7 separate regions of the Mus musculus genome follow, and regions 1, 2, 3, 4, 6 and 7 are each linked to region 5. A link is a contact called in public HiChIP or PLAC-seq and promoter capture Hi-C data. All regions are on one chromosome and are shown on one strand. Each heading gives the region's core, a stretch centred on a gene start, on an enhancer-like site or on the middle of the called end of the contact. The rest is flanking DNA. Distances are from core to core; before and after follow the strand shown.

Region 1 (2,952 bases), core at 201-2,700, 410 kb before region 5:
TTGTCTTAAGATTTCCTACAACAATTGAAACTTGGAATTTGAAATTGTGTATTTGCATATCTAGTTTGACAAGAGAACTTGGTAGCTGTCAGTTACTCCATGGTACCTTTGTATATAGACTTCCAAAGGTTAATGTCCTAACAGCTACTTCATTGTTTACTCATGAGAACCCAGCTAGTAAATATTGATGTTCAGGGCTGCTGGCTTGCACAGTCCTTGGGGTTCTGTTCACATAGAACACAATTTGGAGTTCATCAAACACTGTTGCACTTTGATTCATACTTCCAAATGATTTTCATTGGACGCTCACATTCTGTCATTTAGACGGAATGCGCTTATTGTGCCCTTTCCACTGTTCTTAGATAATATTGTCATTTCAGTGAGAATTGAGACTGATTCTCTCTGCAGGATACACCTCTGGTTTTTGTCACTGAGAAGCCATTGATCTGCAAAGTATATCCTTTTCTCTTCCTTTGACTGGTTCCAAATACAGTGGTGTGTCTTCATCTGTTACACATGCTACTGCAGCATTAATGCATTTGAATAAATTAGTTGGAATATACATTCGTGCCTTGTTTTCATCTTTAATCGTTAACTTTTACACTGAATTTTCCGGTGAAGCCTTTCAAACATCGGGCCTTTACAATCCTGCAGTGTGGATGCTTCCGGTTCTTTTATTTATTTATTTATTTATTTTATTTATTTTTTTTTTTTTTTTTTTTTTTTTTTTTTTTTTTTTTTGGTTTTTCGAGACAGGGTTTCTCTGTGTAGTCCTGGCTGTCCGGGAACTCACCCTGTAGACCAGGCTGGCCTCGAACTCAGAAATCCACCTGCCTCTGCCTCCCGAGTGCTGGGATTAACTTAAAGGTGTGCGCCACTACACCCTGCTCTGGTTCTTTTAATTGATAACAAGTTCAGCCTGTTTACAATCTTAACACTATTTGAACTTTAATCAGATCTGTATTTCATAGTTTGGAAATTATTTAATGAGTTTGGGTTGCAAGGATATGATTTTAAAAGGCTAAAAAGGAAAACCTACAGCATGGCACAAAGGAGAACATGTTTCACTCTCAGACCTGGAGTGTTTGCATCCGAAGTCACAATTCATGTGCTCACTGGCCATCTGCAGTACCTATAGCTGCTGTTTTGAAAGCAGAAAACCAAGCACCCCCGCTAAAAAGAAAAGGGATGTGAAATTCTGGAAACTCAGAATATCCACGTATTTGCTTTTGTATCAGTCACGAAGTTTATACAGCAGACCTTCCAAATGAAAAAGATGAAAGACTCACAAACCCTGGTTTCCCTACACTGCAGTCCCACAAACTTTGACAAGCCAGACAGTCGCCCCATTGCCTTTTGCTTCCCGAGCGCCAGCAGGAGAGACCACGCCCCTTCTCGGAAACGGCGGTGGGGGCCGGCAGTGGCTCCTGTGGCGTCACCTCCGGGTCGCGTGAGCACTTCCGGGTCACTGGCACAGGGCTGCGGTTTCCGCGGCCGAGGAGGTGGTCGCAGCGGGCTCCCTACCTGGCTCTGCTACCGCCGTGGCGGAAGCGCCTTCCCTCAGGTAGGCGGCGGCGGGGCCGGGAGCGGGGAGGCCGCGGCGAGGCGGGCGGTACCGAGCGCTGTGCCCGCCGGAAGGCGACCCCAGACAGACGCAGCCGCGCGGGAGCAGCCGCCTTCCCGCTCTCCTCAGGCCGCGCTTAGGCGACCGGCGTCCCGCTCGGATGCCGGGCACACACGGCGCCTGCGCTCCAGCTCTGCAGTGAGGAGGGGATTCCGAAGTTCTGCAGTTGCCGCCACCTTTAAAGATTGGAGATGGCCGAGCCAGCTCGTTTCAGCAGACGTCGAAGTCGCTGTTAGCTCTTTTCCAAATAATGCTTAGATGTCAAATGGAGCGTGCCATGGCTCCCCTGTCCTATTTTAAAGTTTATGTCTCTCTGACCTTTTTCTCCCCTTCTCCATACACACGTACTGACTGGCGTTTACTTTGAACGAGCTAAATGTTTTTGTTTGACACGCGTCGAGTATCCGGTACTGTTCTCAGCCCGCAGGTTACATCAAGTGAACAAAAATAAAGATCCATGCCCTCGTGGACTTTACATTTTATGCGGAAAGTTAACATAAGACCGTTAGGTAACTTGATGGCAGACGGTGCTATCAAAAAATTTTAGCGAGATGAAGGGTTTGGAGACGTTTCATAATGGATGTTGGAGTTCCTATGTGGTGGTCAGTTTAGGTGCAATTGAATGGAGCTATTGGAGTTGTGTGTTAGCCAAATTAATATCTGAGCAAGAACATTACAGGCAGAAAGAACAGCCATCGCAAAGGCAGTCCCACGCCTGTCATCCTCAGGGCAGTTGAGAGTGCAAAGGGAGGTGGAAAATAGATCAAACCAAACATAGAGGGTAGCCAGATCGTCAGGCCTGATAGAAGCTGATGGAAAATATGTTCTAGCCCATATTTTTAAAAGATAACCCCGCTGCAAATTATAAAGTGTGAGGGACAAGTGTAGAGTAAAGAAAATTTGAACACCATGAGTCAGTGGCCTGGCATTATAAAATAATCATGGGGATGTTGAGAAATGATTGGCTTCTGGATTCATTTTGAAAGTTGCCCTTCCAAGATTTGCTAGGAATTGGACCATCTTTATGGTTTATATGACTCTGAGGGCCCATAGAAGAGTCCTCTGCATTTGCTCTTAGCTGTAGGAGAAGTGTCTTAGCTATTTGATAATTGTTTCGATGTAGAGTAGAACATCCTGAATATGGGTACAAAGAGAGAAGTGAGGGAAGGCTACAAGTTTCAAAGTCATCAACACATAGATAGGATTTAACACCATAAGCTGAGATGGACTAACTAACAGGGAAAGCAGGTAATTCAGGAACTGGAAGTCAGAGCTGAGAAAGAACTGTCAAAGGAAACAGGAAATACAGTAGTTCCATGAGCTGGAAC
Region 2 (3,235 bases), core at 472-2,971, 340 kb after region 5:
CGAACAAACAACTTGGGTACTTAGCTTAGAAAGTAGTTTTTCTTAATTTCTTTTTTAACTAGAGTTGTAGTATACTCATGAAACCTGAGTCCTTTTTGACATCCAGTCAGGATAGTCCATTGTGTGTATGTGTGTCGGAGGTGTTTTTTTTTTTTTTATTCCTTTCTTTGCCAGTTTTGTTCCTGTATCTGCTGTAGCAAATAATAAGCATTCTTTGTTTACCGTCCATTCTTCCTTTTACGGCTGTTGGTGAGATCTGTTACACCATTCCTGAGAGATTAAGACTAGGCAGGTAGGTCACAATTAGCTATTTTTAAGAATGTAACTCCTTGCCAAGTTAGGGACAATGTTTATTCCGTCTGTATCAGTTTGTATATTTTAGCACTTCCATGTATAACAAGCTACTCATTAGAAGGCAATATTCAATGCCTTCTAACATAGCTACTGTTTCTTTGATCACATTAACAGCCATTCAGTATTGGAACTTTTCTTTCTGTTTCTCAATTTGAATGATGAGATTGTTGCTAGTACCATACTTAATAAAAAACCAAATTGTAAGGAGCAGAAGCATAAAGCAAGGTAATATACAGAGCAAGTAGTTTCCAGAGGCTGAATCTAGGCTCAGGAGAAAAGCAGGGCAGTATCAGGAAGAGTAGGATGTGAGACATCTGATGAGGAAATGTAAAATCAGAGTGACTTGGTATTATTGTTTGTTCGTAAAGAGTTAGGTTTTTGGGTATTCAAACTAAGGTCAAGTTAAATACAACTGCTATTCTAATGTCCAACATTTTTTCCCTTTAGAATAATGAATACCTTAATTACTTGAGGACATTTTGAGGTTTCTTTCGGGTGTGTGTTGTGTGTGTATTGAGGGTATTTTGTGTGTGGTACATGCACCTGAGTATTCACCTTTGTATGTACACACACAGATGTCAGAGAAGGATGTTGAATGTCTTCTTCTTACTTACTCTTGGGACAATTAGCCTTGAGTGATGCTCTCTGAACCAGAAGCTTTGGGCTCGACGAGTCATCTAATGAGCTCTTGGTATCTGTCTCTGAATTCTAGTGATGAGGTTGTTGCAAAAAAAGCACAGTCATGTCTGGCTTTAAATTTTTTTCTTAAAATTGTTATTACATTTTGTGTGTGTATGTGTGTGTGTGTTCATGTTCATTTGTATGCCACAGCCTGTGAGTGGAGGTCAGAGGACAACTACTTGCATTTGGGTCCTGGGATCAAATTGAAGTTGTCAAGCTTGGTGACATCTTGTACCACTGAGCCATCTTTCTGCTCCTGGGCCTGGATTTATGTGGGTCCTGGAGTTTTGAACAGAGGTCCACTTGCATATACATCAAGTGTTCTTCCCCATGAAGCCATCTAACAAACCCTGGCGTTGTTGTTTTAGTGCATATGTGCGAGGAAAGCAGGTGCTTCCTTAGCCCAGCTTTGAAAGTGTTTTTCCTTTATGAAGATTCAGGGAGCTCTTGCTTTGGTCTTTCTTATGCCTCTGGTACCTGGATAAATTACCAGAATCCAAACCACGTCTGTGCAGGTGCTCATATACAGAACTCTGTCTCCTGTAAAGCAATGTTTTGATCCCATGCCTTGGGTTTTCTTAGTCTTATTTTAAAGTAAAACTTGTGTTTGACTCCAATCAGCATTTTGCGTGGCTGTCTTTTGCGCCAACTCACAAGGAAGTGTCACTGCCTTGAGTTCTTACTCTGCCTTCCTCAGCACTGGTCTTGGGTTTCATTTTCACTTCTGCCTTCCTGAACCAGTTTGAACATGTACTTACCATGCATTTTAATGAATGTGAATCCATATTATTACGGCCACCCATAAAAGCTTCTTCTTAGTAATCTCTATGACGATGTATGTTCAGTTCTAGTCCCTAATTACAAAGCTCTAAGTTTATGTTTAGACTTTCAGTTTTCCTCTGTGCTGCAACAGTGGCCCCATAGAGCAAGTGTTTATCCTAACTCTGATCCTAGACAGTTGTTAGATTCTTCTTCAAGGAAAGTATGTGACTTCTACTGTTCTTCTGATGAGAAAGTTCCACATAAGCAGGTGACTGGGCAATTTTACTTCCTACTAATGTAACACCATATTCTGTTTGGCAGCATGATTCTGGAACAGAGTGTACTCCAGGAGAGTCTAAGAACTTAGGACAAAAAGAAAATGGCAATTACATCATGTATGCAAGAGCAACATCTGGGGACAAACTTAACAACAACAAATTTTCACTCTGCAGCATTAGAAACATAAGCCAAGTGCTTGAGAAGAAGAGGAACAACTGTTTTGTTGGTATGTATATTTTCCAACATTTTAATTAACTTTTTCTTCTACATTTGTGCATGTGCACACAAGCCACAGCAGGTATGTGGAGGTCAGAGGACAATTTGATGGAGTCAGTTCTCCCCCTTCACCATGTGGTTCTGACAACTGAACGCAGCTTGTCAAGCTTGGTGGTAAGCACCTTTCCCCTGAGTCATCTTCCCAGCCCAAAATATTTATAGTCAAAAAATATGTAAGAGGCCACTCAGTTCCCGCCTGTGTTTTCCAGTTAACACTTTGCAAAAAGTATTTGCTTTATCAAATACTTAGGAATTCATTTGCCCCTTTGAAAGTAAGTATCAGATAGCAGAGTGTTTTACTTCTAAACGCTTTTAGCTTATATCTCATTAGCTAGAGTTCAATCTTGTTTGAGGTTCTTTTCTCTTCCCTCCTCCTTCTCTCCCTTCCTTCCTTTCTTTAATAGGTGAACTGCACAGTTTTATATATATATAATTTCATTCATAATACATACATGCCTTGCTGCATGTGTGACATTTGCACTTACTGTACAATGAGCAATTCCCCAAGCCTCTTATCCTCCCTTTCTGCACTGTCTCCTCTTGTTAGTTCCCTTGTTTCCTAGATAATTTTGCTTCTGCTTTCATGTCATATATCTGTGCATGGTTTTATGGATCTGTATAAACCCTATAAACAAGAAGACATCATGATACTTGTCTTTGTGACATTGGCTTGATTCATTTAAGGTGATTATCTCCAGTTGCATCTCTTTTCCTGCAGACAACAAATAATTTCATTCCTCATGTCTAAAACCAACTCCATCATGTATCTACTGCATGGGTGTGGTGTTGCACACCTTTAATCCTAAGAGTTGGGAGGCAGAGGCAGGTGGAAGGTTCTGATGTCAAGGCCAGCCTGGTCTATATAGCAGGCTCCAGGCCAGCC
Region 3 (3,376 bases), core at 278-2,777, 330 kb before region 5:
CACACGCATGTGCCGTGTGCATACAGCCAGCGATGCTGAAGAAGCTCTCAGACGTGCCTCACATGTACACGAACAGAGAGGAATCAGCAGGTAGCTAGCGCTGACGAAAATAAGAAAATGTCAGTCATGTGCGGGTTAACCATTTTTTGTTTGCTGTGTGTCATGGAGGCTCTTCATAGACTTGCAATTGAACTAGTACTTTAGGGCTGGGAGTATAGTTCCCTGGTAGCACGTGCTTGTCTAGCAACTGTGAGGTCCTGAGTTCAATTCCCACCGCTATAATAAGTAAATAAATGAATGAATTTGTTAAATTCTGCACAGCTACTTAGAATAGCAACTAGGAACATTTTGCTGATTTTTTTTTTTAAGCCAGCTCAGTCTCTGTTTCAGAGATTTCAGTGAATAGCTTTTTAGACAGACAAGCCACATGAGCTGCGTGGGGTCTGGCCTACCGGCATTAACCTCCGCTTTCATCTCCTTCATGTCCTCCGTCATCTGTAGCTCCAGCTTGCTGATCCGCCCGTGCACCTTCTCCTCGTCCGGCTTTCTCTGTCCTTCAGCATTCCTCTTCTGACTCTCTTCGATTTTGTCAAGCCTGGCCGACATCTGGCTGAGTTTCTTCTCTACGTCTCTTTCATTGGCTCCCTGAGGTCCAAGATAAGAATTGCACTTGGTTATTGCAAAAGAAGAGTGGTCACCTTGTCTCACATCAGCCAGAGGACTCAACCATCTGCAGGCACCAGAATCACAGTGGCTGGTTATCCATCCCGTATCCATTCTCAAAGGTCACCCAGAGTAAAAAAACAAAAACAAAAACAAAAACAAAAAAACTACATTTTATTCTGTCTCCTGAGTTTGGTGTGGCCATGTAATCTAACCAATGAAGTGTAAGAACAAGTGTATGTAGCTGCTTTCAGAAAAAGTTAAAGGACACTTGCTATATATCCTTAATTCTTTCCCCTTCCCTTCTGTCAATGGCTGTTCAGTCAATGCTGGAGTTCTATCAACCATCCTGAATCGTGGCGACAAGTGCTACTCTTGAGGATGGCAGAAATCTAACCTAAAAGGATTCTGAGTTATTGAAGACTGACAAGTTTTTAAGTCATTTGGGGTCCCGGAGAATGCAAACTTGGATGTGTTTCCGTGAGAGAGAAGGAAGCTTCCATCTTAGAAGAGCCACCAAATGGTCAAAAAAAAAAAAACCCAAATGGTCAGTCACAGGCTCAGAACTTCACAAACATGTCAGGGTGAGTCAAGGCACAGCAAAGGAGACAACTGGGGGGAGGGATTCAAAGTAGTACGGTCCACTAGGCCTACGCTTTGTGAAACTGCATCCACAGGTTCTAGTGGTCAAACGACGAGCATGAAGCCTTTCATCAGGTGTGATTTTGCAGCGTGACAGCAATCCTGTGATGGCACTGATGCAGAGCCTGCCACTCAACAAATGGCTCAGCATCAGGACCGAGCAGTCAGACAGGCAAACCACACTGGCCACTTCTGCTCAGCCCAAGCCCCACGGGAGGAAGCCGAAGCCGGACAAGGAAAGAGAACCCAACACAATTTGCCTTCCTAGCACTGGCTTCTAAGCCTACTGGCTTGAAGTGTGATAAATGCAAAGCTCTTTGAAGTTATTTTTTGGTAGCTCTGCAAAAATTAGTTCTTTGAGAGAGCCAGTGGAAGCAGAAGTAGACAGAAAAGGAAATAGTGTGTTCTGGTCTGACGTCCAAGCACACTCTAGTTACAGTGCATTGGAAGGGGCCCGGAGGGACAGAGAGCCACTCGACATTGGTGAAAACAAAAACTAAGTCACAACATTAAAAACAAAGAGAAAGGAGATCAGACGGCTTAGTGGTTAAGTGCACTGGTTGCTCTTCCACCAGACCGGGATTCATTTCCCAACACCCACATGGCAGCCCACAACTGTCTGCAACTCCAGGTCCAAAGAACACCACACCCAACACCCTCACCCAGGAGACATACATGCAGACAAAACAGCAATGCATACGAAATAAAAATAAATAAATCATTAATAAAACAGAAAAACAGATCAAGTAAGTAATTGTAGCTTTACTTAGAAATGTGTGATAGACAATCGGGATCATTTAAGTCAAGGTTGTGACTTAAAAGCGGTAGCTGAAAATTTTACTTTGTCTTTTGTTAACCAATATAAAAACAAAGCATTTCCTGTCTTTATGAATAATATGAAGAACAGGAAATGGGGGGCATGGCTGGGTGGCAAAGTTCAAAATTAACAGATACGACGGTTAGTGTTAATTGTAACAGAATTTAGAATCAACTGGGAGCCAAGCCCCTGGACACGACTGTGGGGAGTTATTTTTATTTGCTTGAGGTGGACAGACCCAGCCATTGTGGGTGGCACCATTCCCTGGTGGGGATCCTGAACTGTGTGAATGGGGAAGAGAACTGAGCACTGAGGCCTGTATTCACCGCTCTCATGGATACAGCACGACCAGCTGTGCTATGTTCCGGCTGCCTTAACTCCCCACTGAGAGGATGTGCGCCACAATCAGCCTTTTCTTCCTCAAGTTGCTTTTTTAAAAAAGATTTATTTATTTATCTTATGTATATGAGTACACTGTAGCTATCTTCAGACACATAAGATTCCATTATAGATGGATGTGAGCCACCTCGTGGTTGCTGGGGATTGAACTCAGGACCTCTGGAAGAGCAATCAGTGCTCTTAACTGCTGAGCCATCTCTCCAGCCCCTTAAGTTGCTTTTGTGAGTGTATTTTCCCATAGCAACAGGAAAAGAAACTGAGATAACAGGTATGAGAACCTGGGTTTGATGCTCAGAACAAAGGAAAGACGAGAAAGAGAGAAAAGGGGGACACGGGAGAGGAAGAAGGAAAGGAGGGAAGGGAAAAGAGAAGGAACATGGGGAATACCCAAGCAGCTTTGGGAGGCACCAAATAAATGTATGCTAAGTCCCTAGGTGTTGATCAGACATTGATCAACTGAATACCTATTATTGAAAAGCATCAACACTTACACTGTTTTCCTTAACAATCAAGGAGAGATGGTCTATTTTCTGCAGAAGTTCTTTCTCTATCCGCTCCTGTTCTTGTTGCAGCCAACTCCGTGCAGACAAAATCTGGTTGCTGAGCTCTTCAACGGTGCCTTTAAATCTAAACCATTAGAAAAGAAAGAAAAGGAGAGGTGTGCGAACAAGCTGAACGTAAAACAGTTTTACGTAACATCACATAACATCAATTCAATGGGAATGGCATACTTTCCTTCTCTTAGGACCATGTTCAACATGAAGTTGGTGCAGGATGGAAGCAAGCAACAGAAAGACACCTAATGATGCTCCTACCCATAGGAACTGGCAATGCAGGTACTTAGGTGGCACAGTA
Region 4 (3,125 bases), core at 364-2,863, 350 kb before region 5:
CTTATAAGTCCTGGCAACTGAACTTGGGTCCCTGCAAAATCAACAAGCGCTATTAACTGCCAAGCCATCTCCCCAGCCCCTCTGAGGATTTTTTACTCATTGAGTAAAACTAAGTCATTCCCAGGCATGGCCAACCTTTGACCTATGGCCACATAGGGCCAAGGTGAATGAAACCCATCACAAAATTGCAAGCTTGCTTAAATATTATGAGGGTGGTTTTTTTTTTTACCATTTCTTTTAAATCTTTAACTATCTATCTATCTATCTATCTATCTATCTATTTATTTATTTATGGGGGCATGTGTGTCATGGAACACGTGTGAAGGTCAGAGGACAACATGCAAGAGTAGAGTCTCTCCTTCCATCATGTGGGTCCTGGGTATCAAATTCTTGTCATCAGACTTTATCAGCTGAGCTCATTGGCTGCTGCTGCTGCTTCCTCCTCCTCTTCTTTCCCCTCTTCTTCCTCTTCCTCTTGTTCTTCCTTCTCCTCTTCATCTTCTCTGTCCCCTGGCCATTTCTCCCACACCAGCATCTCCTTCCTCAAACTCTTTGTACTCACCTGTGTTCTAGTGGCACATCGGATCTGGATGTCTGTACTATGTGTGTGTGTGTCTCTGTCTCTCACTCTGTGTGTGTGTGTGTGTGTGTGTGTGTGTGTGTGTGTGAGAGAGAGAGGGGGGGGGAGGGAGGGAGAGAGGGGGAAGAGAGAGAGAAAAAGAGAGACAGAAAGAGAGACAGAAACAGAGACAGAGACAGAGACAGAGAGAAAGAGAGACAGAGACATAGACAGAGAGAGAGTTTGCAGGACCCAGAGATTGAAATCAGGTTATCAAGCTCTGCAGAAAGAACTCTTGCTGGCCCCTAAATGTTCTTTTCCAGTGATGGAAATGGCACACTCCTTACTTGTCACTTTCCTAAGCTCTCCCCTGGCTGATCGCCTTATAGTCCGCCTTCTTTCCCTGTCAACTTTTGTTTATTCCCTGCCTCCTCCCAGTACACACGAACAGGTTTGTTTCATTTTTATTTGTTTTTGCCTTTCACTGATGTAGTCCCAGTGCCTGGATCAGAGTGTATCACAGAGTGGGTGTTTTACAAGCATTTCTTGACTGAATTCTGGCCACAGGACCTCATGGTTAGCAAGGGGTGGAATTTGTTAAAGTAGTTTACCTAGCTACCTGCCCAAAGGAAAGACAAGACATAAGTGAACAATCCGGAGAGAGGTTTTCAAATTTGGAGGTGTCTAGGGGGTTGGGGAAGGGGGAGAATAAAGTTCATACAATTTTATTTGATAAAATTAGGAAGAAAAGCAGCGAGGAAATAGAATCATTTGCTGAAGCAGACAAGTGTTTCTGGGCAAGCCTTTATCACAACGAAGCTACTCATGTTGGCAAGGGCCCGCAGCTGTCAAGGTCAACCCCAAATGTCAGCACCCAGGAGGAAAATGAGGAAAGACTCATGTAGCCAGCACACACGGAATCAATAGAGGCATTAGAATAAACACAGATATATAGATGACAAGACAGGCAAGATTAAATATTTACCCTGTGCCTGAGATAAATGTGTTGGCAGAACACCGAGGCTAGGGAGACATTGGATAATTTGCTGTGTCAATGGGGCCAGATGGGGCCAGATGGGAAGCGGTGGCTGCCTCTCCTCTGACATTGTCACTGTTCCCTCATCCTTGGCCTCAGAATAACTTCCCAGCTTACAGCAATGTCTTCCCAGCTCGTGGCTGAGCATGTGATTATGTGTGTTCTGACTAAGTATGTATCTTCTAGGGATTGCACTATCAGGGCCTACGGGAATCATGGTCAGGCCATTTCATTACCGGAATGACACAGTCCATGGGTCATGTTGGGTAAGGAATTATTAAGAAAAGGACCATAGACACTCCCCATCAATTAAATAAGAGAAGTTAAATGGCTTCCTGCATGCTGGGTACATACATAGCACTCGTGGTCCACTGGCTCCCTGTGGGGAAGGGTTTTTGTTGCCTGACCTTTTCTGCAGGAAATAAAGCTCAGACAGAGGAGCTGCCACGTCCTCGTTTCTCATCATGTGACCCCACCTTCCTATTGCCTCCTCCATAGCCTCTCCCCATCTCCCTCTCTTAGATCACAATAGTGTCTTAACCTGTTTCTACTTCTATTCTGTTTCCAGGGACAATCACATGGAACACCTTTGAGTTAAAGGGTGTTTATTTTAAAAAAAAATTTTTTTTTCTTTCTTCTGGAGTCTTAGCCAGTCAGTATTCATCCAGTTTATCATTTTACCCTTATTTTTGTTAAGGCCTGAATGGAAATGTTAAGGCCTAGGTAACTGTTCCCTGGCTAGCCTGCCATTTTGTGCTATTACTAATATTATAAACAAACTTTCTTATAGGTTGTTTCTGCTGTTACTAGGAAACTTTCTCATGCCCAAGTTGATTGCATACTCTGTTATGTTCTGTGCCCTTGGAAACTAATCATGATAGAAGTCAGCAGAACTGCTTTGTATAGGTACCCTCAATAAGCTTTGACCCATACATACATCTAGTGGTACTTCCTGCATCTCTGTATACACTTTTATGGTATTTGCCTTCCTGGGCTGCCACTGAGATGGACCCCAACATGAGAGACACATACATCTACTTAGAATAAGACTTCCATTTTAGCCAGGGATCGGTTAAAGTTTAAGTTCCCAAGACCTCCCTGGGAACTAACATCATACTTAGCAGAAAGAAACATGTACATGGATGTACTGGCTAGTTTTGTGTCAACTTGACACCGCTGGAGTTATCACAGTGAAAGGAGCTTCAGTTGAGGAAATGCCTCCATGAGATCCAACTGTAAGGCATTTTCTCAATTAGTGATCAAGGGGGAAAGGCCCCTTGTGGGTGGGACCATCTCTGGGCTGGTAGTCTTGGGTTCTATAAGAGAGCAGGCTGAGCAAGCCAGAGGAAGCAAGCCAGTAAAGAACATCCCTTCATGGCCTCTGTTTCAGCTCCTACTTTCTGACCTGTTTGAGTTCCAGTCCTGACTTCCTTGGTGGTGAACAGCAGTATGGAAGTATAAGCTGAATAAACCCTTTCCTCCTCAATTTGTTTCTTGGTCATGATGTTTGTGCAGGAATAGAAACCCTGA
Region 5 (3,043 bases), core at 122-2,621:
AAAAAAATAGTGTTACTTGAAATTAATTGCCTTCATCTTGAATACAGTTAAGAAACAAGGCTTGCTATTCATACCCCAAAGTTTACAGTGTGGTACAATAACAAGTATTCCATGAGAAAAAAATATTTAACTTTCTGAGTGTTGGGGGAGGGGGGGAACTAATCCTACAAAACAAACAAAAAAACCTCTCCAAAGGTTGGGGTTTTTTTGTTTTTTTTTAAGATGACCTGTGTAGGATAGACCAGATAAACTGTACCCCATCCCTACACAAGACTTTAACTGTTAAATAATTTGAAAGAACAAATTAGACAAAAATTAACTTGTTAGTGGCAGTTAGAGCTACAAGACATGAACCCTGACTGTATGTTCCTCATTGTTTAGGATTCTGATCCCCAAATCTAAGCTGTTCGGTCTTTACTGCTAGCTTCCCACGGCTAAATTCAAAATGAGTTTGAAAGTTCAATTTCTTATGAGTTAAAGCCTGGTAATGAGGGGTACCCCTGAATTCACTGGGAAGAGGAATTGGAGGCTTTTAACTAGCCAGGACAATGGCAGCAGCTGTGTCGGGGGCCCTCTTGTTTTCAACTAAAGTAGACCGACCCTAGTACAATTAAAGCCTAAAAGTCAGTAATACTTTCATTCTCAAAAAGGTAATTAAAGGAATTTGGCCTTTTGCCCAACTGTCTGCCATCCTAGGATCCAAGTTTTGTACGTTTCCTCTTACACTTGGGTGTTTTTGTTTTTTGTTTTTTGCTTTTTTCGAGACAGGGTTTCTTTGAATAGCCCTGGCTGTCCTGGAACTCACTCTGTAGACCAGGCTGGCCTCGAACTCAGAAATCCGCCTGCCTCTGCCTCCCAAGTGCTGGGATTAAAGGCGTGCACCACCACCGCCCAGCACTTAGGTGGGTATTTGTTTTCATTTTGTTATTTCTGTTTTTTTTTTTTTTTAAGAGGACAAAACCACACTTTAATGACCTTGGCCAGGAAGGCAGTATGAAGACGCGAATGGGAAGCTCACACGAAGCAAACTGAAAAATGTGAAAAGTAGAGAAATGGCACTGGGCGGCTTCCCGGTTCCTCCCGGTCCTCATCCCCAGCGCAGCACAGCCCTGAGTGGTAACAGGAATGAAGACCCCAGGCCGGGCCTCTGGACCGCTTTAGCTCTGCCAGGGCCTCTCCGGCAGCCTCCCGGGCTACCCGGCAGGACAGGGCACCGTAGCCCCGGCGCACTCACCGTCGGGCGTCGGAGCAGCGCCATGAGGGCCGCCCTGGCAAGTGCGGACGAGGCACAGCCACTCCGGTCTGCGACACCGTTGGGAGGGTCAGGGCCCCGCCGCTCCGCGTCCACCGCCCGGTCCGCGATTCAAATACCGCGCCGCTGACGCACTATTGGGTAGACGCACGCAGGGCGCGCGCAACCCATTGGCTAGACTGGAAGGCCTTTCTGCACGTTGATTGGCTGGCTTGTATTTGCTTGTCATAGCAACCAGCGAGGCCACCAGGCTTTGTTGTTTCCTTGTCTACAGTCTTATTTTCAAATTCTAGTCCCTGATATTAAATAAAATAATTTTTCCTCCTACTGGAAAAGATTGTCTTAATTTTAGGGGTAGGAGTGGGGAGCCATCACCTAAGGACATATGTCTTTAAAAGTTTGTTCTGGGTTAGGTAGAAGTGGGTTCCAGAGAACTTCCTGGAAATGCTACTTCTGACCTTACTTCCTCTTCCGGAAACGTCTACCTGGGAATTTGGATTGGAATGGTCTGGCAAATGAAGCCATCGTCTCCAGGTCGTTCAGGGCTACAAGATGATTGTGACTCGGATGTGTACTGTATGTGGTCTTCCTAAAACAGATCCCCAGCAGAGTCATAATTCAAACTAGACGTGATTTGTGTGACTTCCAGCACAATACAGTAGAACTCAGAAACTATTTGTCAAATGACGGTGTGATGTGCACAAGATTTCAAAAGAAAAATAATGAGTATCCCAAGTTGTGAACAGTGAGAGACAAGACAGAAAACAAAAACAAAAACAAAAAACAAAACCAGAATATTACCCTGGGGAAAAGACTAGGTAACAACACAGAAAATGGTGCAGTGCCAGCAGAACGACTTGAGATCAGGCTACCCCATCAGTCTTGTTCAAGTCCCTTCTATTGGGAAATAATAAATGCTCCCTCCCCCTTCGCCCAAATCTGACATTTCCAATCTGAGTCTAAAGGAAGAACCAGTGTTGTCCAACACTCCCACCTGAAAAGACAAGGTGGCAGTACTACCCCTCGACCTAAATTACACATGGATATTGGAAACCAAAGGAGCAGAAATAACTATTTATATCCCATTAAGTTCTCTCAAGTACCTGCTAAAGGAAATGAAAGTTCTGTGGCTGCTGACTCTTGGTCCATCATCCTTACAATCACAGAGGTTACGCATAGCTTTCTCTTTCTTGGGAAGCTTTGGTTTGGATTGGGGAAGAAAATGTGCTCTGCAGTTTGTACTATTAGCACATGCTTGTAATAATTCCAGTTACTTGGGAGGCTAAGGCAGGAGGATTTTTTTTTTTCCTGAGACAGGGTTTCTTTGTATAGCCCTGGCAGTCCTGGAACTCACTCTGTAGACCAGGCTGGCCTTGAACTCAGAAATGGCAGGAGGACCTCTTAAACTCATGATTTCAGCACCAATTTGGCAACTCAGACCTATTCTCTAACTGAACTTTAACTTTAACAAAGCCATTGGCTGTACTTCAGGTTACTGTGGTGAATGGACTTCACAACATGGTCGCATGTGTTCTAGGCCGGTTTACAGCTTTCTATGTAGTTGAGGATGACCTTGAATTTTTTTTTAATACTTTAAAAAAAGATTTATTTATTTTATGTAATATGAGTACTGTCATCAGACACACCAGACAGACATTAGATTCCATTACAAATGATTGTAAGCCACCAGGTGGTTGCTGGGAATTGAACTGAGGACCTCTGGAAAAGGAATCAGTGCTCTTAACCCCTGAGCCATCTCTCCAGCCCGACCTTGAATTTCTAATCCTCCTG
Region 6 (3,048 bases), core at 483-2,982, 380 kb before region 5:
AATTAGCCTGGTGCTTATCCCACAAACCACACCTAGTTTTTAAATACAACACAAGGTCTTGAATACCACCAAAGAAACCAGATTTACAGGGGAAGAAAATCCACTCCTTCCACCACCACCACCACCACCCCCAAAAAATAACTTAAAAGTATAACACATTCTTCCAACAGGTTCTTTTCTTCTGGCTCATCTCTTTGGGAACATAAAATTATATCCTTTTCAGTAGTAACTCTTAGGGATAAGATTTTAAAAGGAGGAAAATGAAGAAATCTCTCACCTTTGGTACCTTCTTGGCTGCTTAGGAGAGCTTTCTCCAACGCCGTGAGTGATGTGGAGTGAAGGTTAAGGTTGGTTGTGTTGAGGTGCAAATTAACAGTACAACCTTTGCCTTCGTACCTCCCAGATAGATAAGGTGCTCCTGTTCACCAGCCATCCAAGGAGCTCACCCAGGCTCCTGTTAGACCTATGCAAAGGAGAGAGCAGCAGGTGGCTCTGTCACTCACCTTTTGACTTCCTGTTCTCAGAGGAGGGAGTGAACTTAAGCAAACCATTCAGGATTGTAGTCTCAAGCACTAGTCATTCTGGGAGGCGAAGGAGACAGGAACAATGCTGGCCACATCTGAGAAAGCAGTAAAGCATTTCAATCAAGAGCCCAGTTTCTGCCTAGACTCTCCTGCCCTTACACCACTCACTAGGAGCTCCCAGCGTTCGTGCAAGCCTTTTCCTCCCCCACCCAATACACAGCTATCACAGTTATAGCCTGTCGCCTTTTGTTTGGGAGTAAAAATGTCACTCTTTGTGCTCCTGGGACATCTCAGGAGGCAGAGATAACATAAATACCCAAGGATTGATTCATTCTCTCTCTCTCTCTCTCTCTCTCTCTCTCTCTCTCTCTCGCAAACCAGTTCATCCTTGAAAGCAATCACTGCTGAGTCAAGAGGAAAAAAATTAAAAGATACAAAGGAAGAAAAGAGGCAAATTCCCTTGTTTTCAAGAGATATGACCCTACACATACAAGACCTGAAACTCCACTAGAAGACTTAGATCTAGTAAACACCCTTCTCCAAGGAGGAAAATACAAAATCAACAACTTACTGTGAAAATGTCAGGAAGCCAGTACCAATCATAACAGCCTCAAAACTGAACAAATCCAACTAAGACTAAAGCTTAGTTAGCCAAAGACATTAACAATCCGGAGGATGAAAAGGAAGAATTGGCTGGGCATAGTGGTGATGGAGCCTTTAATCCCAGAACTCAGGAGACAGAGGCTGTCGGGTTTCTATGAGTCTCAAGGCCAGCATGGGCTACATAGTGAGTTCCAGGTAGCCAAGGCTACATAGTGAGACCTTGTCTCAAAAAGACAAATGAAAGAAAGTATGAAGCACTATATATATGCTATCATTTCGGCACCAACGTATGCAAAGGAGTACAGTAAAGAAGCTGCGGATGTGAAAGCTCCATGGTATGGTTAAGGGGAAGGTTTTTTTATGAGAAGGGGGTGGGGAGAGAGAATTTAGAGTCCATAGCAGAGAGAAAAGAAAGGACATGGCCACAAGAGAGAAAATATCCAGATACATCTGGAAGAGTTCAGAGCAGAAAGTAAGAGTTTGGACTTACTGCCAGGGCTGTTATGTTGCATTGCCTGGAGGAGCCAAGGGAAAGACTTTGTCCCTTATAAAGAGGATGAGCACCTGGGAAAGTGAGAAGAGCTAGGGTACTAGTCTGAAATGTCTAACAAATAGGAACTGAGAGATCCTGGAGGCCAGCATGGACTTTGGTATGCAGCCTCGGGTCTATGTGATTGGCGTCATAGGCTCCTTCTGCCAGAGGTAAGGGAAACAGCTCCTTTTGACAGATTGGAACCTGCTTCTCAAGTTTCTGAAGAATGTTAACTTTTATCTAGAAATTCTCCTGTAGTCTAGCTCGAGCGCATATGGACAGCCTGACGTTTAAATACGGACTGTCTGAGACCAAACACTAAAGAAAGAAAGACACTTAAAAATGGAAAGGCTTCACGAGTTGTGCAGAATATTGAGAAAATTGCCATTTAGAAAAGTGACCTACAAATTCTTTGGAGTCTTCATCTAAATCTGAATGGAATTCTAAAGAGAAATAGGGAGGGGAAACTCTAAATATTATATGGAAACACAAAAGACCAAAAGAATCCCAAAGTGAGGAATAAAAATACAGGCACTAGAAGTATCAAAATACCTGACTTCAAAGTATACTACAGAGACATTGTCACAAAAACAGTATGCTCCTAAAAACAGACAGTGGTACAAAGGAACAGAAGACTTAGAATAAATCTACATTGAGTACAGTGTGATGGGCACGTCTTTAATCACAGCACACAGGAGGCACAGGCAAGTGGGCCGGCTTGGTCTACAAAACAAGTTTCAGTACAGCCAGGGCTACATAGAGGGACCCTGTCTCAAAGCAAAAAAAAAAAAAAAAAAAAATCTACATGGAAACTGTCGTCAGATTTTTAATAAAGAATGGCCAAAAATATGCATTGTAGAAGAAAGCCTCATTCACAGTGGTACTGGGAAGCTGAGACTAGATCATTATTTCCCATCCCCTGGTACAAAAACCAACTCAAAACAGGTAAGAAACCTTCATGGAAGAACTGAAACGTCCAGAGAAAAACAAAGGGGCAATACCTCAAGATTTTAGAAATGAGACCAAGAATTGACAGACAGGTTTAAAAGGCTTCTGCATAGGGGCTAGAACAGTGGCTCAGTGGCTAAGAGCCACTTTCTACTCCTTGAAGAGGACCAGAGTTTTGTTTGGTTTCCAACACCCACAGCTACCTGAAACTCCAGATCCAGAGGACTCAGCGCCCTCTTCTGGCCTCCACGGTAACCTACACTCACATGGCTTACACACATACAAGCACACACATACACACATAATAAAAACAAATCTTAAAAAAATTCAACAATAAATAATCCAATCAACATGTGGGCAAAGAACTTAACAATTTTCCAGTTAAGAAACACAAATATCTAGTAAATACATGAGAAAATGTACCCAATCCTTAGCCATCAG
Region 7 (2,952 bases), core at 128-2,627, 280 kb before region 5:
GGTTGGATGATTCTCTCCTTTCACAATGTGGGTTCCAGAGATCAAACCCAGGTCCTCAAGTTTAATGGCAAAGACCTTTACCCCACCCCCACCCCCCACCGAGCCATCTTGCTAGCCCCCTAACCCCAAATCTCCAAAGAACAATGCAAATGTCTGGCCCTAGTTCTAAGTGATTCCCTCTGTAGATCCAAACCAGTTCAACATTATTTCTGTGAAATAACCTCTTAACAGCATACACAGACTTTAAGCTGAGTGCACGCATGCGCATGTCACACACACACACACACACACACACACACACACACACACACACACACAGCTTCTGCACATTGAAGAAATGACTCACTTAATTTGCCACTGCCTGCCACTACTGGGTTTTGATTTTACCTGTTCAGACACAAAGTTTCCTATCAGATCAACTACAGGAAAGAAGTATTTGGCAGCTTGGACCCTGATTGGGTTCAGGACTTAAGTGCACCGAAGGGATTTTAATCTATGCATTTTAAGGAGCCTTTCCGGACCCCAGACTGTTCCCTCCATAAAATGGTAACATTTCTTGCTACTTTGGGAGCCAGCTCATTGGAAACCCCTTGCGGAATAAATATGGTTAAGTCTTGCATCCCCAGAGGGTCCCTTCCTCAGCTCACAGTACCAGCAAAACAGCCTTGTGCTGCAACTGGAAAGAACCAGAGCCCTTCCTTTCAAAGGATGAAAACCAGAGAATCCGCGGGAGCAATGTGGCTAACCCACCCAAGGTCACTCAGCTCCAACTGTGAATGATAGACTTGCCCCTAGTCCTGGCAAACTCTGCACACCCTTGGCTCTCCTCAAACAGTCCCTCGGGGGCCTCTTCTGTCTGCTAGCTTGCAGCCCCCGCGAAGATGCAATGCCACTTGCGCTCTGCGCCTAACTTCAGCCCTGCGCGTCAGCATTCAGTTAACCCTCTCGCGTCCAGAGTGTCACGCGGGGCACACGAGGCTTCATCCCTCACCCCCTCTCCCCAGCACTATCCCATGCCTATCCATGGAGTGGTTGCTCCAAGGTCACATCGACGGTCCCTGCGGAAGCACCCGCCGCTTGAGTCTAGAGGATGCCCGGACATGTGGGGAGGGGAGACACCTCTGAAGACTCACCCGCGCGCGGATCTGGCGCGCCGAGGCTGCCCATGTCGTCGCCGGCGCTCTGGGTGCGGTGGCCGCGAGCGCGGGGCTTTGCGGGGCGAACCCGGCTGCGGGCCCGCGCTCCAATCAGCGCGCGCGCGGCCCGGCCCGGGGTTCGCGGCTCCCCCACCCTGGAAGGGCGCGAGCCGCCGCGCGCCTCCCAGAGCCTCTTCCGGGCGCGTTGCCTGGACGCGGTTGCCGTGGCAGCCCGAGCTGGAGGCTTTCCCCGCGCGCCCGCGCCCAGCCCGCCGGCGCCCCTCCTCCCACCGCGTTCCCACACTCAAAATAGCCTTTCCGCGGCGCCGCGGGTCCCCACCCAGTTCGCTGCAGGGAGTCAGCGGGCGGGGACTTGCTTACAAGAACCTCAGTCCCGTCGTAGGGCGCGTCGACTTGGAGGCAGAGGTAGGTGTAGGGAAGGATGCTTCAATGAGAGCCCAGCCTTCCAGGTCTCTATGTCATCAATCATTTTCCCGGGAATCCTAGCATCCCTTATGTACCAAGCCTGGTTCCCACAAAAATAGTTAACTGCTTTTCCCACCTCAAACTGGGGAGAAGTTAGGGGTGAGACCACAGTCCAGGAAACAGCTCCTTCCAGCGCCACACCTGCACAGGTGATGGAACCCTCCAGGCGACAAGTGTGTATGAGGGAATCACCAAGCCTCGCGCACAAGAGACAGGACCCCTGGGAAAATGCCCGTTTCTCCTCCCAGCCCTCTTCCTACCTTCTGCCTCGCTCCCAGGGAGTTCCAGCTTTGCTCTCCTTCCCATCAGTGCTGGATCCTCAGCAGGAATCACTCACAATTTTGCTTCCTCTCCGTAAGGTGGGGTTTAAGAAGAGTGGAGGATCCCACCTTTGCTCACCTCACTGCGTCTGGTTCATAGCTCTTACGTAGAGGCATGGGCTTACCCAGTGTAGGTGCTCCTGTCTGGCGGCTCTCCTCTGCCCCCAATTCAAAGGAAGCTAGGAAGAACGCAGGCTGTGCAGCCACTTGGGAAAGCTCTGGTCTTGGAATTCTCGATCCTGTAGTTATTTATGTGTCGTCTTGGGTGTTCTGTAATTAACTCGCCTGTAAAGTAATAACTCCCCAAAACACACACACACACACACACACACACACACACACACACACACACACACACACAGAGAGAGAGAGAGAGAGAGAGAGAGAGAGAGAGAGAGAGAGAGAGAAAGAGAGAGAGAGACTGCTAAGGTGAAATGGAGAAGATGAAGATGGAGAAGGCAGGGACTCTGCTCCCCTCCCGGCCATTGCAGCCTAACACATATTGATCAGATAGTTAGACGGGTATAAAAAAGACTGCTGACCAGAGGGCATGGCCTTAAGTCCTGTCTCACGGAGATCTCACCTAATAGTGTTCTTTAGTGTGTGATGGTTTATTTCTCTTTCTGTATCACTTGGTGCACAGCGTGTAAATACGGATGGGATCCAATCCCATGGCGAAAGGTTCTCTGAGAATTTCCACCATTTAAGATAAATTTGAGGGGGCGAGGAGATGGCTCAGTAGATAAGTGCTTGCCTTGCAAGTGTGAGGACCTGAATTTCATCCTCTCTGAATTTCATATATATATGTGTGTGTGTGTGCGTGTGCGTGTGCGTGTGCGTGTGTGTGTGTGTGTGTGTAGAGGGGGGAAGAGGGAGAGAGAGAGAGAGAGAGAGAGAGAGAGAGAGAGAACTCGTGTCGTGCACATATTCTCACACAGGCTCCCCACATGCACAAAATAAATAAACATGCCAGCCATGGGGATTTGGTGTTCACTTGTAATTCCAGAGCT

What was found. Promoter capture Hi-C pulls out the DNA fragments that hold promoters and counts their contacts. HiChIP or PLAC-seq counts read pairs in DNA pulled down with a chosen protein or histone mark.
Region 1: a contact with region 5 is called in a promoter capture Hi-C map of embryonic stem cells, with 4 times the contacts expected there. The contact joins the promoter of Gtf2a2 here to the promoter of Ccnb2 in region 5. A contact is called at or near these places in 24 of 39 promoter capture datasets (the 3T3-L1 cell line, 3T3-L1-derived adipocytes, the C10 cell line and 14 more), 8 of 484 Hi-C or Micro-C datasets (B cells, CD4 T cells, bone marrow-derived macrophages and 4 more), 13 of 115 datasets of contacts at active chromatin or transcription factors (the 230-238 cell line, the NIH/3T3 cell line, effector CD8 T cells and 9 more) and 2 of 9 other capture datasets (adipose tissue and liver).
Region 2: a contact with region 5 is called in a promoter capture Hi-C map of pre-B cells, with 2.2 times the contacts expected there. The contact joins the enhancer-like site here to the promoter of Ccnb2 in region 5. A contact is called at or near these places in 3 of 39 promoter capture datasets (the C10 cell line, liver and pre-B cells), 1 of 484 Hi-C or Micro-C datasets (CD4 T cells), 1 of 115 datasets of contacts at active chromatin or transcription factors (effector CD8 T cells) and 1 of 9 other capture datasets (liver).
Region 3: a promoter capture Hi-C map of pre-B cells shows a contact between it and region 5, with 2.8 times the contacts expected there. The contact joins the enhancer-like site here to the promoter of Ccnb2 in region 5. A contact is called at or near these places in 18 of 39 promoter capture datasets (the 3T3-L1 cell line, 3T3-L1-derived adipocytes, the C10 cell line and 11 more), 3 of 484 Hi-C or Micro-C datasets (bone marrow-derived macrophages, cortical neurons and neural stem cells), 16 of 115 datasets of contacts at active chromatin or transcription factors (the 230-238 cell line, embryonic basal ganglia, embryonic forebrain and 8 more) and 4 of 9 other capture datasets (adipose tissue, liver, macrophages and 1 more).
Region 4: a contact with region 5 is called in a FOXA1 HiChIP or PLAC-seq map of pancreatic cancer cells. The contact joins the enhancer-like site here to the promoter of Ccnb2 in region 5. A contact is called at or near these places in 3 of 39 promoter capture datasets (the 3T3-L1 cell line, the SN4741 cell line and cranial neural crest), 10 of 115 datasets of contacts at active chromatin or transcription factors (the 230-238 cell line, embryonic basal ganglia, embryonic stem cells and 3 more) and 2 of 9 other capture datasets (liver and pancreatic islet).
Region 6: a contact with region 5 is called in a promoter capture Hi-C map of embryonic stem cells, with 4 times the contacts expected there. The contact joins the promoter of Gcnt3 here to the promoter of Ccnb2 in region 5. A contact is called at or near these places in 12 of 39 promoter capture datasets (the 3T3-L1 cell line, the SN4741 cell line, cranial neural crest and 6 more), 3 of 484 Hi-C or Micro-C datasets (group 2 innate lymphoid cells, nephron progenitors and pre-B cells) and 7 of 115 datasets of contacts at active chromatin or transcription factors (embryonic basal ganglia, embryonic stem cells, extraembryonic endoderm stem cells and 3 more).
Region 7: a promoter capture Hi-C map of liver shows a contact between it and region 5, with 2.7 times the contacts expected there. The contact joins the promoter of Fam81a here to the promoter of Ccnb2 in region 5. A contact is called at or near these places in 16 of 39 promoter capture datasets (the 3T3-L1 cell line, 3T3-L1-derived adipocytes, HPC-7-derived erythroid cells and 8 more), 3 of 484 Hi-C or Micro-C datasets (bone marrow-derived macrophages and embryonic stem cells), 6 of 115 datasets of contacts at active chromatin or transcription factors (embryonic basal ganglia, embryonic hindbrain, epiblast stem cells and 3 more) and 3 of 9 other capture datasets (adipose tissue, embryonic stem cells and pancreatic islet).

The regions. Positions count from the first base shown.
Region 1 is chr9:70,011,098-70,014,049 of GRCm38.p6, forward strand. It overlaps Gtf2a2 (general transcription factor II A, 2), which reads left to right and starts at 1,451. Exons shown (of 5, transcript NM_001039519.2): 1 at 1,451-1,564. It overlaps Bnip2 (BCL2/adenovirus E1B interacting protein 2), which reads left to right. Exons shown (of 11, transcript NM_016787.4): 11 at 1-562.
Region 2 is chr9:70,759,465-70,762,699 of GRCm38.p6, forward strand. It overlaps Adam10 (a disintegrin and metallopeptidase domain 10), which reads left to right. Exons shown (of 16, transcript NM_007399.4): 10 at 2,119-2,302. Among named protein-coding and RNA genes, the nearest start is that of Adam10, 82 kb to the left of the region's middle. Within about 2 kb of position 1,722, at least 106 of the 459 cell types and tissues checked have an H3K27ac peak or open chromatin away from gene starts, as enhancers often do. A contact at or near this core is called in liver and pre-B cells, where this site is marked.
Region 3 is chr9:70,093,039-70,096,414 of GRCm38.p6, forward strand. Fam81a (family with sequence similarity 81, member A) reads right to left here. Exons shown (of 9, transcript NM_029784.2): 7 at 3,013-3,148; 8 at 453-645. Among named protein-coding and RNA genes, the nearest start is that of Gm39369, 12 kb to the left of the region's middle. Within about 2 kb of position 1,528, at least 21 of the 459 cell types and tissues checked have an H3K27ac peak or open chromatin away from gene starts, as enhancers often do. A contact at or near this core is called in the 230-238 cell line and pre-B cells, where this site is marked.
Region 4 is chr9:70,068,603-70,071,727 of GRCm38.p6, forward strand. No RefSeq gene overlaps it. Among named protein-coding and RNA genes, the nearest start is that of Gm39369, 13 kb to the right of the region's middle. Within about 2 kb of position 1,614, at least 25 of the 459 cell types and tissues checked have an H3K27ac peak or open chromatin away from gene starts, as enhancers often do. A contact at or near this core is called in liver, pancreatic cancer cells and pancreatic islet, where this site is marked.
Region 5 is chr9:70,420,183-70,423,225 of GRCm38.p6, forward strand. It overlaps Ccnb2 (cyclin B2), which reads right to left and starts at 1,372. Exons shown (of 9, transcript NM_007630.2): 1 at 1,235-1,372. The coding sequence starts at 1,258.
Region 6 is chr9:70,036,356-70,039,403 of GRCm38.p6, forward strand. It overlaps Gcnt3 (glucosaminyl (N-acetyl) transferase 3, mucin type), which reads right to left and starts at 1,733. Exons shown (of 3, transcript NM_028087.2): 1 at 1,618-1,733; 2 at 278-619.
Region 7 is chr9:70,140,180-70,143,131 of GRCm38.p6, forward strand. It overlaps Fam81a (family with sequence similarity 81, member A), which reads right to left and starts at 1,378. Exons shown (of 9, transcript NM_029784.2): 1 at 1,134-1,378.